Linked DNA regions of Sus scrofa: regions 1 and 3 are each linked to region 2. A link is a contact called in public HiChIP or PLAC-seq data. All regions are on one chromosome and are shown on one strand. The core of a region is the stretch at or near the end of the contact, and the rest is flanking DNA. Distances in the headings are between cores, read along the strand shown.

Region 1 (4,080 bases), core at 341-2,840, 210 kb before region 2:
CACAAGCCAGCAGGCCCTTGAACCCTTGAAGGTTTTTTATGTGGGGGGGGGACAGGGTGCTGTGTGTGAGCAGCATTTGGAAGTTCCCCGGCCAGGGAATGAAGCCGAGCCACAGCAGGGACAAGGCAAAATCCTTAATCACTATACCACCAGGGAACTCCCCGAACCCCCCAAGTTTGTAGTCATTTTGGTGGGAAAGACAGATTAAAAGAAATAGGATGTCAAGCAGAACTGCATTCTTTATGGAGAGAAACAAAGCAGGAAAGGGCTAAGGAGTGATTCTATTTAAAGTAGTGTAGTCAGGAGTTCCCATAGTGGCTCAGCAGAAATGAATCCGGACTAGGAACCATGAGGTTTTGGGTTCGATCCCTGGCTTCGCTCAGTGGGTTAAGGATCCTACATTACCATGAGGTCGCAGACTTGGATCCCGCGTTGTTGTGGCTGTGGTATAGGCGGGTAGCTGCAGCTCCGACCAGACTCCTAGCCTGGGAACCTCCATATGCCACAGGTGCAACCCTAAAAAGCAAAGAACCCCCCCAAAAAAAAGTAGCATAGTCAGAGAAGACATCTCCCAGAAAGTAACATTTGAGCAGAAAGCTGAAAACTGTGGGGCTGCAAGCCATGATAGTCCCTGGGGAGAACATTCTCCGTAGAGGAACCAGTAAACGCAAAGATGACCTCAAGCTAGTGAGGGAGAATATTAACTCAGGTTGTCAGTGTAGGAGCCTGGGCTTCCATGCATTCTTTGATATGGCCTTTGATTAACATTTGTGGCCTAAGGGCTCCAGGGAGTAACATCCCACAGGCCTTGTTTACTACAAGGAGTGTACCTACGCCCAGGTGGATTTTAATCCCTAATCCCCTGTGACTCGGGTTACGGGAAGAAAAGGTCAAAGAAACAATGACATTTATGGGACATTTCCACCCCTAAGGCCCTATTGGACAGGGACTGATATAGGTAATTGAACAAGGCCACTGGGAGAAAGCGACATCTTTCCGGACCCCAGGTTGGTACCCCCCCATCTTTAAGGGATAAAAACCCCTATAGGACAACAGAGAAAGGGGGCTCTTCTCCCCCACTCCCAGCAGCCTGGGAGCTATCTGCTTTCCTTTAATAAACACTTTGCTTGCTTGCTGCGTTTGTGTTCGCGGAGTTCATTCTTCAACTGGATGAACAAGAAGCCAGATTCCTGTATTATCTTTCAGGTATCACTAGGACCTCCAAGACGGAAATCCGGATAGTCAGGTTGTATCACTTATTAGTGACTTCATAGGGTGAATTGTACATTAACAGAATTACGCACTAATAATTACGAACTATAATAAAGAAAACACTCATGGGAGTGTTTCAATAGTGTTTGGGCTCCAGCCAGCTTCCCAGCTGGGCTAAATACCCGGACCTCCGACTGGTCCGGGAGGGCAAGAGGCTCTTCAGGCGAAAGGCAAAGCAAACCACCGTGCTGCCTTTCCCCGCCCCAAGACGCTACAGCTTCCTCCCAGGCTCCGCCGGAAGGGAGGCCGGGCCTGAGAGCGCCGGACGCAGGCGCAGACGGATTACTGGAAGCTGCCCACTGGGTCCTCCCTCTGCGGCGGGGCGGGGCTGGGCTGTGAGGGTGGCGTGCGCAGGCGCAGAACCGGCTTCGGGCGCGTGCAGGGCAGTGGGCGGGAAGTTGAGCAGATCGCTGTGGTTAGTGAGGTGAGCGGTCGAGCGGCTGCGCTGGGTGTTGGTGGTGGCGCCGGGAGTTGGGCTGCGTCCCGGGACAGCTTGGGAACGATGGGAGGGGTAGAGAGAAATCCCGAGATGAGGACATGTGCCCGAGGAGGCCGAACGGCGGGGAGAAGTGGACCGAGATGGAGCCTGAGCGTTCCCTGGGGGTCGGGGAGGCTGAAAGGAGTAGTGTGAGCGGGGCTTAAGTCCTGGGAAAGGAGACGCTAAGGCTTTTTACCAGGAAGCAGCGTTTATTCGTGCAGGCACTGGCTTGGTGGATTAGTATCCAGAGGCTGAGCCCCGAACGGCGCTGCCTTACATACCCCGCTTGTTTTTCCGCTACGTCTAAGTTTCTTTGTCCCTCTTATCAGGAATACTCTTAAGTTTTAGGCGGACAACTGTAGATGCGCTTGCGCTCAGGGATATAGAAGTACGCATGCGTGTCAGATGGAGGCGGTGCAGCACGGCTTCTTCCCTTTGATCTGGGAGGGCACGGCCCCCTCCCGCTACAGTAGAGGCACGAAAAGAATCTTCGACGCATTGAGGGAGCCAAAGCCAGGAAGGTTGAGAGCTGAAAACTAGCGAGGTCCAGAGCAAGAGGCTGGTGGGTCCCAACGAGAGAGGTTCACAGGGACTGCGAGAGGAGTTCCCGTCGTGTCTCTGGTTAAGGAATACGACTAGGAGCCATGAGGTCGTGGGGTTCTATCCCTGGCCTCGCTCAGTGGGTTAAGGATCTGGCATTGCCGTGAGCTGTGGCGTAGGTCATAAACGCGGCTTGGATCTGTTGTGGCTGTGGCGTAGGCCGGGGACTACAGCTCCGATTAGACCCCTAGCCTAGGAGCCTCCATATGCCGCGGGAAGCGGCCCTAGAAAAGGCAAAAAGAAAAAAAAAAAAAAAAGACCAAAAGAAATAGAGGGGAATTTCTGTAGTGACTCAGCGGTAACGAACCCCACTAGTGCCCATGAGGATGTGGGTGCAGTCTCTGGCCTCGTTCAGTGGGTTAAGGATCTGGAGTTGCTGTGGCTGTGGTGTAGGCCAGCAGCTGCAGCTGTGACTTGACCCCTAGCCTGGGAACTTCCATATGCCGAGGGCGCGGCTCTAAAAAGACCAAAAAAAAAAAAAAAAAAGGAAATAGACCCAATAGGATGACAGGTTAATGAAGGAAATAGAGACGAATCAGGAGAGGCCACTGGGTAATAGAAAGATGGAGCCGGTGAAATAGGGAGAACCTGGCAAGAGCTGACAGAGGGATTGAAAAGAGGCAGCTGAGGGATCTGGGAAAGAAAGCAAGAGATGAGCATGGAGGAAGATAGGTGGGAAACGGGAGATACAGCCAGACGAATGAAGAGATTAATTCTGAGGATGCAGAGAGCAAGTAGAACCAAGAAGACAGTGTCAGATTGAAAAATGGAGAATTACACTGAAAATTGGAGATAGGAAAATGAAGCCTGAATCCTCAGATTGGAATTGGTCATCTGCCGCTTACCACTTAATGAAACGCTCTCTGGCTCAGATAATGTTAATAGCACCTTCTTTGGGTTGTGAGAAAGGTGTATATATAGACTGTGTGTGTGTGTGTGTGTGTGTGTGTGTGCATATGCATATAAATACATGAGTGGTTTAGAACAGTACCTGATAAATGGATAAGCCGTAAGTAAATGCTGGCTATTAAAGCTTCAGACAACTGGGAAACAAAATTTTAGGTGGAGAAATGAAGCGGGATGAGGAGATGGTTAGGATGGAGGAGGAGACAGTGATAGAGCCCAAGACGGAGAGTCAGGATAAAAAGAAAGTCACACAGAAAGCCAGGCTTCTGGTTCCGAAGAAAACCAGAAAGTCAATTGGAGAACTCAAGCGAGATGGAGTCAAATGGAGGAAAATCATACTGAAAAAATAGAAGCAGAGTAGGAAAGAATCAGATAAATGAAAAGAGATGGCACCAGGCAGGAAAGGGAAGAGAGAGAAGGGTGATGGGCAAGATGGACCGAAAAAGACCGGAGACCCAAAGAGCCAGACAGGCAAGAAAAGGCAAGCAGAGGAAACCTCTGAAAGCTGTCAGCCTAGGAAATGCAGACCAAGAGATGGCCAGATGGTCAGTGACAGAGTTACAGAGAAACTGGTAGCTGCAGAAACTCGTTAATAGGCGGCCTAAGAGAACATAGACGCCCTTGAGAGTAGCAGGGATGCAGCTCTTTCTGGCCCACGTGCTTGCACAGGCGGCAGCCGAGAGGGATGTGCGCCTCCATTTCCTCGTCTCTGTCGTCTTCTGAGAATCTCTGGCCCACCTGCCTTTCAAGGCCTTTTCCTCTCCCTGCCCTCTGATCGGACGACGCTTCTGGGGCATCACCCAGCCCCGGTGTTTACCAGGAAG
Region 2 (4,155 bases), core at 1,414-3,913:
GCCAGATTGGGGGCTTCTTTCACACCCAGGCACAATACAAGCCTCCTGGTCTTCAGACCATCTTCCTAAGAGATGGAGAATGCCTGTTTGTGTGGGCATTATCTCATTGTTTAGCAGAACTTTTCTTTCTTTTTTTTTTTTTTGCTTTTTAGGGCTGAACCCACGGCATATGTAAGTTCCTAGGCTCCCAGGCTAGGGGGCAAATCAGAACTGCAGCTGCTGGCCTACACCACAGCCACAGCCACAGCCACAATGGGATCTGAACATCTGCAACCTACAATTTAGCTCATGGCAACTCTGGATCCTTATCCCACTGAATGAGGCCAGGGATATTAGTTGTGTTTGTTACCACTGAGCCACAAGAGGAACTCCTAGCATACCTTTCTTGAGCACTAAGTGCTGGGTACACTATTTTGGGGGGTATGTGTAGCAGGCGTAATGCCACTGGAAGCCTGGAACCTGCCACTGAGGGCCAGGGAAACAGGCTAAGAGACCTATTTGCTTATTTTCTCATTGTCTGTATCCCCTAATAGACAGTGGCTGGGGGTGGGGGTGGGGTAGGGGTATCGATGGGGCAGGAACCAGGGTGACACTATATTCCCCACCCACACTAGATACTCATCAACAATACTTCCTGGATGAGTGAACTTGGACAGTCATCCCCTGCAGCGCCTCAAATCTGCTAACTTGGAACCCCAGTCAGTTCCCAAGTTCTGAGGTTCCCCAGGGTCAGCAGCTCTGAGAGCCAGGAGTGGCACCTGGCTCAGATCAGGTCTCACTTCCTGCTTGTGGGAGCTTGGGCAAAACACTTTCCCTCTTTGGGCCAGTTTAGTTTTCTACGCCCGTAAGATGGGACTAACTAAAGGTCTCTAGATAGAGGTGACTGAGGGTCTCTTCCTGGTGAAGACTGGAAAAAAGCCATCGAGACAGGATTCAAGCTGTGTAACTGAGTGTCAATCTTAGCCAACAAATAATAAAGCTGCTCCAAAATAATGTCTGTGTATATGGCTGTTCCCTAAGGGTCCCCTATCTCAGTGGGTGGCGGATGACCACCACGTTAGTCATAGATTGACCACTGTTTTCTGTTTGGAGCAATGCGTGTGTTAAGTTCTGGAGTTGATCAGGTTCCCTTTTTATATAATAATCAATAATAATAACGGTCTGCACTTATCTGGCGCTTCCTGTCAGGTTCCGCTCTCCGAGAGAAGTCATTTTCTCCTACTAACCCTCTAAGTGAGACCTAGTATTGATTTCTTCTTGGAAATGGAGGAGCGGAGAGGTGAAGTCATTTGCCCAAGGTCACACAGTAAACAAGTGGCAGGATGGGAACCAGGAGCTCCCGGGTTTGAGTCAGGGCCCTTTACCTCCGTGGTCTCGTAAATAACAGTAGTGCCGCCGAGAAACTAGGATCAGATCTAAAGCTTAAAAACACATAGCTCTCAATCACTTATTTATTCAACACACATGTATTGAGCAGCTTCGTGGGGTATGCGCCTAGCTTTTCAGGGAACCGGGGAAACTGAAGGTATTAAGCGACCAGAATATAAGCCGCCTCGGCCTGAGCGCTTGGGGAGGGTAGCTCGTAGCTATCTGGGTCCTCGTTGGGCTCCGAGCCCGGCGCAGGGCACACAGTAGGCGCTCAGCATGCGTTCGCCGAAGAAACGCGCCCATCTGAGTGTCACGCCCGCAAGGCGTTCTCGGCCCGGCGGGGCGGAAGCAGACCCAACACCACCGAGGCGTCCCGGGGCTTCTGGGAATCCCATCTGCGCGGCCCGAGAGACCTCGAGGAGAGGTTCTAAGAGAGGTCGGATCCGCTTCCCCGGCGCCCGCCTCCAGGCCGCGGCAGCTCAGAGAACCGACAGAGGTGAGTGAGCGAGCCGCGTTTGGGGTCCAGGCCTGTGTCCCCAAAGCACCGCCCCCGCTCCCCAGCCTTCCAGCTTTTTGGCTCCGACTCCCGGCTCCTTCGAGATTCCACCTGCGGGGCCTCCCTTCTCCATCCACGACTCCCGCTACCTTTTCGAACCTTCGGCGCTCCCCTTGGACGCGTTCTCCTACCCGGCGACCGTCCCCAGCGTCGGGGCGCGGCCGGGGCGCACGGAGCCCCCTCCCCAGCCGGGCCGGTCGCCCGGGATCCGGGAGTGCGAATCCGTTTAGCCTTCCCCCCTAGTCCAGAACATCGCTCGATGTAGTCGGGAGGCTCCAACGGAGCCTGGGAAGACGCGCCCCGAACCCCCGGGACTTGAGCGAGGGAGGGGGCGGTGCCGGTGCGGAGGTCACCCTCCCGGGGCGTCCGCAGCCTCCCATTCGCTGGCGGGCCCGCCGCTCCGCGCCCAGAGCGGTAGCTGGTTTGCCGAGTCGCGGGGCGGGGCCTCCTCCAAGCTCGTCCCCCGGCGAGGGCGGAGGGAGGAGGAGGAGGAGGAGGAGGAGAGGGGGGGCGGGACACAAAACCTGCAAGGTTTTTTTTTTTTCTTTTGCATTTAATTAAAAAAAAAATTTTTTTTTTTTTTTTTGCAAACCCGAGGGGTCCTGCCCGGAGCGGGCGCGGGTCCGGGGCGCCCGGGCCGCGGCGCGGGGCGGCGGCAGGGGCCTGGCGGAGGCTGCCGGGCGGCCGCCATGCGATCAGGCAGTGCGCTGACCGGCCCGGCCGGTCGGCCCCTTCTGGGTCCTCCCTTTGCAGCCCGTGCGGGGCCGTCTCGGAGACCCCGCGCCGACGGCTGCTCAAACATCAGGGTGAGTTTCTCACAATGTAGCAATTTCTCTTTAAATCTCTTAACTCTCTCTACCTGCGAGTCGGGGCTGTGACAGGGCGCAAAAGCGAGGGGGGAGTGGGGGTTGGCGGCGAGGGTGTGTGTGGGGGGAGCCGGAGCCGGGGCCGAACCCACCCCCCGACACTCACACACTCAGCCCCCCAACCGGGGCGCAGCGCCCGCTGCCTCTTTTTTTGCTCGGCGCCCACCACCCCCGGTAGCCCCCCCCCCGACTCCTCGCGTCTCTCCCACCATCACCGCCGCCCCGATCCTGCGGGGACCCCCACCCCCCACCCCGGGTTCCTCTGCCCAAACCCGGCGCCCGGTGCCTCCCCGGCCCTCCCGCCGGCTGCCGGGGATACAATGGAGCGGCGGAAAAACGAGACCTAACGTTCCACGGGGGGAGGGGCGGGGAGACCCCCCCTCCCCCGGCCCGGGGGCCTCCTCCCCTCGCCCTGCTCCTCGCCTTTCGGGAAAGAGGAGGGCAATGGGGCAGCGGATGGTGGCTTCCCTGTCGGAGCCGGCGAGCCTTCATCTCCCCCTCTCGCCCGTCCCCTGCGCCCCCTCCTCTCATCCCTCCTGGGGGTGCCGGGAAGAAACGGGGCCTCCGGCAGGCTGGGAAGGGATGGATGCGGAAGGAGGCCACTGGGTCTCCCCCTCCCCACCGCCCCTAAACAATGAAAGGAGTTGACTTGGTCCCCCACCCCCCAGCAGTGAAAGGAGTTGACCCCCCCCCCCGCTAGCTGGCTGGTCCCGGAGGGGGCCGTTGCGGGGGGTGGGGGGAGGAGGGAGTGGAGCCTTACCCCTGTCACCTCCCGAGATTTGGGGTGGCCCCCCATCTCCTCCCCCTCGGCCCGGGAATGGGAGGCACCAGGCCCAGCCCGGGCACCGCGCTCGGGTGGTGACCTTTAGACAAAGGCAACCCTTTCCCTGGGGTGAGCCCGGACGAGCCGGGCCCGAGGCCTCCCCGGGCCCCTGCGGAGGGCGGCCAGGCCGCGGGCACCCGGAGGGAAGGATGGAGGAGGAGGGAGGAGGGATGGAGCCATCTGGTTTTCCCATCCCTGGCCGCCCCTCGGCTGCTTCTCCGGCTCCTGTCACCCGGCGGCCTCGGGGAGACAAGGGACCAGGGGCTGCCCGGGCCTTGGTCCGCGGCCAGCGGCCACCCGGGCGAGGAGCCGCGGGAGGGCCCGGGAGGCAGCGGTGGCTGGAAGGCAGCGCGGCTCCTTCCTATCTCCGCACCCCTTTGTTTTGCTTTGTGGTTCTGAGCAGCTGAACTTCCCGGGGAGGTGGGGTCAGAGGCCGCTGTGTCAGCTCTCCCCGGGAGGCTGGGGTGACAGGTCCCAGCCCTCTGATGTTCCCAGACTGTGGGCCGCAGCTCGTGCCCAGCCTTCTGCCCGGAGCGGCAGCC
Region 3 (4,446 bases), core at 108-2,607, 130 kb after region 2:
TCCGAGCTGCGTCTGCAACCTACACCACAGCTCATGGCAACCCGGTCCTTAACCCACTGAGCAAGGGAAGAGATCAAACCCGAAACCTCATGGTTCCTAGTAGGATTCATTAACCACTGAGCCACGACAGGAACTCCCTGCGGCACTTGGTGATGACACAAAGGAATACAGATGTAATGTGGAGAAGGCATCATTTATGAAACAAAATTTCCCCTAAAACGTGCTGGAGCTGATTCCTGGAGGATGAACAGGATCAGGCAGCAGGAGAGGTGGGAACAGCACATGCAAAGGCCCAGAGGCAGGTGACTGGGTGAGGTCTGTGATTTCACGTAGCTAGGGCACTGAGAGGGCCAGAAGAGAACCAGGAACCAGGCAAGGGCAGAATAGCTAAGCTTGGCTTTTTGTTTTGAGACCCAGGAAGCCTGAAAAAGATCTCTATTTGTGGGACACGGACTAGTCCAGCTTTGCCTTAAGTATTCTACATTATAGGCTCATTCTGTCCTCCCAAGACCACAGAGATCAGAGGTCACTCTGCCACCAACGGAGGTGGAGTGGCACTTCAGCCTTGTCTGCCAATGCCTGAATATCTGGTCGCAGCAGTGAGGCCCAGAGGGCAAACACAGAGCTGTGGCTGGAAAACCTTGGGCAGAGCTAATTTTTACTAAGCTGCTCCTCTTGTTTTTCCTCGGGCGTGAACTCACTGAACGCTCCCGTCACCCCCTCAGGGGAAGGAAGCCCTATTTCATGTTGCTTCAAATCTCTTTTCCTCTCTAGCCAAATCACTCCCTTGAGGGCGGGGCTCTTGTCTATTTTTTGTTGCTGTTATCTTCGGAACGTAGGGCTTGCAAGCAGTACCCCACACCTATTGTTAAATCGGTAAGTATTCCCGGAAGGCGATTATGCCCATCCTCCAGACGAGGAAACTGAGGCTCGGAGACAGCATCGGTAGCATAAAGACCTTAACTCAGCTGCCAGCTGCCAGGACGTTCCACGAACCCTCGCCGCGGGAGGCTGGAAGACACTAAAAGGGGAGATCGCAATGCTGATCAGGGGCGCCCGAGTACCGAAACAGACTTTAACAAGGTAGCCGGACCCTGGAGCGCTCACTGGAAAACTTAGCTTCAGGGGCCTCCCCTCCGTACCCCGAACTCTTTCAGATTCTGCCCTCTGGCCCTCCCAGCCTCCCCCAACCGGCTGGCCAGTCTTCACTTGCATTCCATTCCCGCCAGTAGCGGTTGGCCCTGAACCCCCGCCCCATGAGCCATACCATTCCGCCCCGGAGGGGGGGATCGGGGAGGGTACGCACAGAAGCGTCTCCCGGGACTTCCTCTGTCGGGATGCTCTGTATCCTCACAGGGGAGAGAAGGGAGAGTTGTATGAGGGCTCAGGGTGGCGGCCGCAGGAACCCCCCGTCCCAGCGGTGGCGCCTGCTCCCCTCCTCCGCCCTCCCCCGCGTTGGTCCGCGCCGTGGAGCGCCGACTAGCAGGCTCTGTGCGCATGCTCCGGCCGGGGGCGCAGACCTCGCCGTCCTTTCTGGATTTCGGCTCGGTGTCCGCTGTGCTGCGGGTGCTAAGTCCTAATCATGGTGTCGCCGTTCGAGTCGTCTATTGGTGAGCACGAGGGCCAGAAATCCTCTCTCCGACCTCCACTCGGCCCCGTCCTCCGTCCCGGCTGAGCTGGGCGCTGGGGACATCGGGGGCAGAACACATGGGATCCGTCCGAGAAAAGGGATTCCGGCGTGGCGAGGTGGGCCGGGCGGGAAGTGGGGCGTCGATCCCCATTCCGACCCAATTGGTGACATTCTAGATGGACATCCCGGTCGTAAAAGGTAGTACTGAGACACATGTATCCGCTTTATACCCCACTCCGACCCCCGATTCCGGGACTCGATTTGGCAGCCTGTGGGGTCGGTTTGTAATGGAAAGGAGCCTCCTCAGCGCTTCCGTTTCCCCTCCCCAGTACCGCGAACAGCCGTGGGTGGGGCTGGCTAGATCGAGAAGGTTCGAGTTCGGGCTGTGTTGGAAAGGACTTAAGTGCATACGCGGATGCCATTCGTACTAATCTCCTTTGCTGGCCTCACTTTCCCCTTCTGTGGACGGAGAGCGAGAGAATATCTTAATAGTTACCTCGGAGGGGGTGCTTGATCGGAGCCAACTAAATACGCTTTGTGGTTCTGGCATCTGTGGCTGTGCAGGTATGCACAGGCGTGGTGGCATGTGGTGGCTCCCAGAAACCCCTTGGGTGGGGCATTCTAGCTCCGTTTTACAGATGGGAAACCAAGCCTGGGAGTGAAGCGGGGGGGGGGGGGCCGAATCAGCAGCTTGTGGCCCAGACTGCACATCACAGGGGTAACCCGGATGTAGGGTCCCTGGCTGCCATGTCTGCAAAATGTCCTCTGGAGGCACAGCCTGGGTTTTTGAAAGACTCAGATCTGTTAGGAATGTCAAGCAGAGGGTGGAATGACATTTTGAGCAACCCTCCCCGACGCCGGGCCTGTGCCCAAGACTCCAGTCCGAAATAGCCAGCCATAGCCGGCTCTCAGGGTCGGGAGGCGCTTCGATTTCATCCTGAGGTCTGGGGGTCTTGGGAGTGCAGGGATAATGGTTTCCCTTAGATTCTTCCAGGAGCTGTGGGTGGAGATGCTATTTCAGCAGTTCTCGTCCTAACCCACTTCTCTGTGTTGCCTCCCTCTCTTCTCTGGCTCATGCTTGTGTTCTCTCCTTGTTCCATGTGCTGCGCTCCCCCCCCCCCCCCATTTTTGTCTCCCTTGTGGTTCCTCGTTCTGTGCCCTGCCTCCCCATTGTTGCTGCTCCGAACACTCGTTGTCTTTCCTCTCTCGATGGTGTCTGGCCCTCCTTGGTTTTGTCTCCTGTTCCTCTTCATTTTTTCCTGTCCCCTGACCCTAATCCCTCCTTCTCTGTCCTGCCTGCCCTTCCCTCCTCTTCCGGTCACGCACTCTCCCTCTCCTGGACCCATCTCTTGGACACTCTCCCACCAGTGGCGCTTGAGGCTACAAGTCCAAGGTAAAGCAGAGTGGTCCCAAGAGGGATCCCTGGCAGGTGGTGGGTGAGGACTGGCTAGTGTGGCTTCTGTTGACCCCTCTTGTGACTTCCCACCCCCTTTTTCAGTATCTTCAAACTCAAGAAGAAGTTAGAAGAGAGTTCCCTGGACGCCTGGACATCGTGAGTTTTGGGGATGGGGAAGGACTCAAATGTGATCCTGGCCGTCCCTTGGCTCTGGTTGGCAGTGGGAGTGGTTTGGGTCAGCCCCACCCTTCACCCGTGTTCTCCATTCCCTGGGAGGGGCGGGTGTGCCCAAGAGGGCCCTCAGCCCCTTCAACCCCCTTCCTGCTTTCCCCAGTGTGGCGAGGGGACTCCCCAGGTCACCGGGGTTCTTTCGAAGTATTGGTAGCAGGAAGTTGGTTCACTCCAAGAAGGTATGTTTGTCTGTCCTGCCTCATTTGAGCTAGTGGGCTTGGGGCTGGGATTTGTGTCTTGAACAGCTCACTCCTTCCCTTTTCCCCTCTCCTCCCTTCCTTCCCCCGCTCCTCCCACCTCCAGGGAGGTGATGGCTACGTGGATACGGAGAGCAAGTTTCTGAAGTTGGTGGCTGCCATCAAAGCTGCTTTGGCTCAGGCTAATGTGCCCTGAAGGCAGAGGTGAGGGGGCCCAGGTCCTAGACACCAGAGTTATCTCCTGGTTCTGGTGTATCCAAACCTAAGTTTCCACCCCATACATTCTGGAAGAAGTAGCAATTTCACTTTATTGTTTGGTGCATAGAACTGCTTTAGCACCTTCTGAGCCTGATTTCTAATTTTCAGCCAATACATTCTAGAAGAGCCCAGACTCAACATATTCTAGAACTGGGCCCTGGTTACCAGCCTTGTCCATAACCAAGCTCTGGCTGCTGGTGCTCCAGAGCCTAGAAGCACTTCCTCCTCTGCCCGCAGCTTGAGTCCAGTTCCCACTGTCTGTGCTGGAATGAGTGGTGGTCCAGGAATAGAGTAGGCCCAAGTACCCGCTCCCAGCATCCTTCACACCAGAAACCTACTCTCAACATTTTGTTTATTTATCTTTGCTTTCAGGGCTCACCTGCAGCATATGGAGTTCCAGGATAGGGGTCTGATAGGAGCTACAGTGCTGGCCTACACCACAGCCACAGCAATGCCAGATCTGAGCTGCATCTGTGACTTACACCACAGATTATAGCAACACCGGATCCTTAACCCACTGAGTAAGGCCAGGGATTGAACTCTCAACCTTGTGGTTCCTAGTTGGATTTGCTTCTGCTGTGCCATGACGGGAGCTCCTCTCAGATGCTTTAAACTCAGTTCCATTTCTCATCATCCTCACTTGAGCAGAGTGAGGTTGCTTTCAATGTAAATTTGAACCTGCAAATTTGAATTAATACGTTACAGGAGTACAGATGACCTGTGTGCAGGTCTGA

What was found. HiChIP or PLAC-seq counts read pairs in DNA pulled down with a chosen protein or histone mark.
Region 1: a contact with region 2 is called in an H3K27ac HiChIP or PLAC-seq map of alveolar macrophages. The contact joins the promoter of DHX34 here to the promoter of BICRA in region 2. A contact is called at or near these places in 2 of 47 Hi-C or Micro-C datasets (heart right ventricle and liver) and 1 of 2 datasets of contacts at active chromatin or transcription factors (alveolar macrophages).
Region 3: a contact with region 2 is called in an H3K27ac HiChIP or PLAC-seq map of skeletal muscle. The contact joins the promoter of SELENOW here to the promoter of BICRA in region 2. A contact is called at or near these places in 1 of 47 Hi-C or Micro-C datasets (heart right ventricle) and 1 of 2 datasets of contacts at active chromatin or transcription factors (skeletal muscle).

What each region holds. Positions count from the first base shown.
Region 1 is chr6:53,129,603-53,133,682 of Sscrofa11.1, forward strand. DHX34 (probable ATP-dependent RNA helicase DHX34) reads left to right here and starts at 1,591. Exons shown (of 18, transcript XM_003127246.5): 1 at 1,591-1,696.
Region 2 is chr6:53,336,503-53,340,657 of Sscrofa11.1, forward strand. BICRA (glioma tumor suppressor candidate region gene 1 protein) reads left to right here and starts at 2,664. Exons shown (of 17, transcript XM_021094645.1): 1 at 2,664-2,730.
Region 3 is chr6:53,469,206-53,473,651 of Sscrofa11.1, forward strand. It overlaps SELENOW (selenoprotein W), which reads left to right and starts at 1,358. Exons shown (of 6, transcript XM_021094647.1): 1 at 1,358-1,610; 2 at 2,999-3,023; 3 at 3,129-3,182; 4 at 3,361-3,436; 5 at 3,561-3,658. The coding sequence starts at 1,583. The coding sequence ends at 3,650.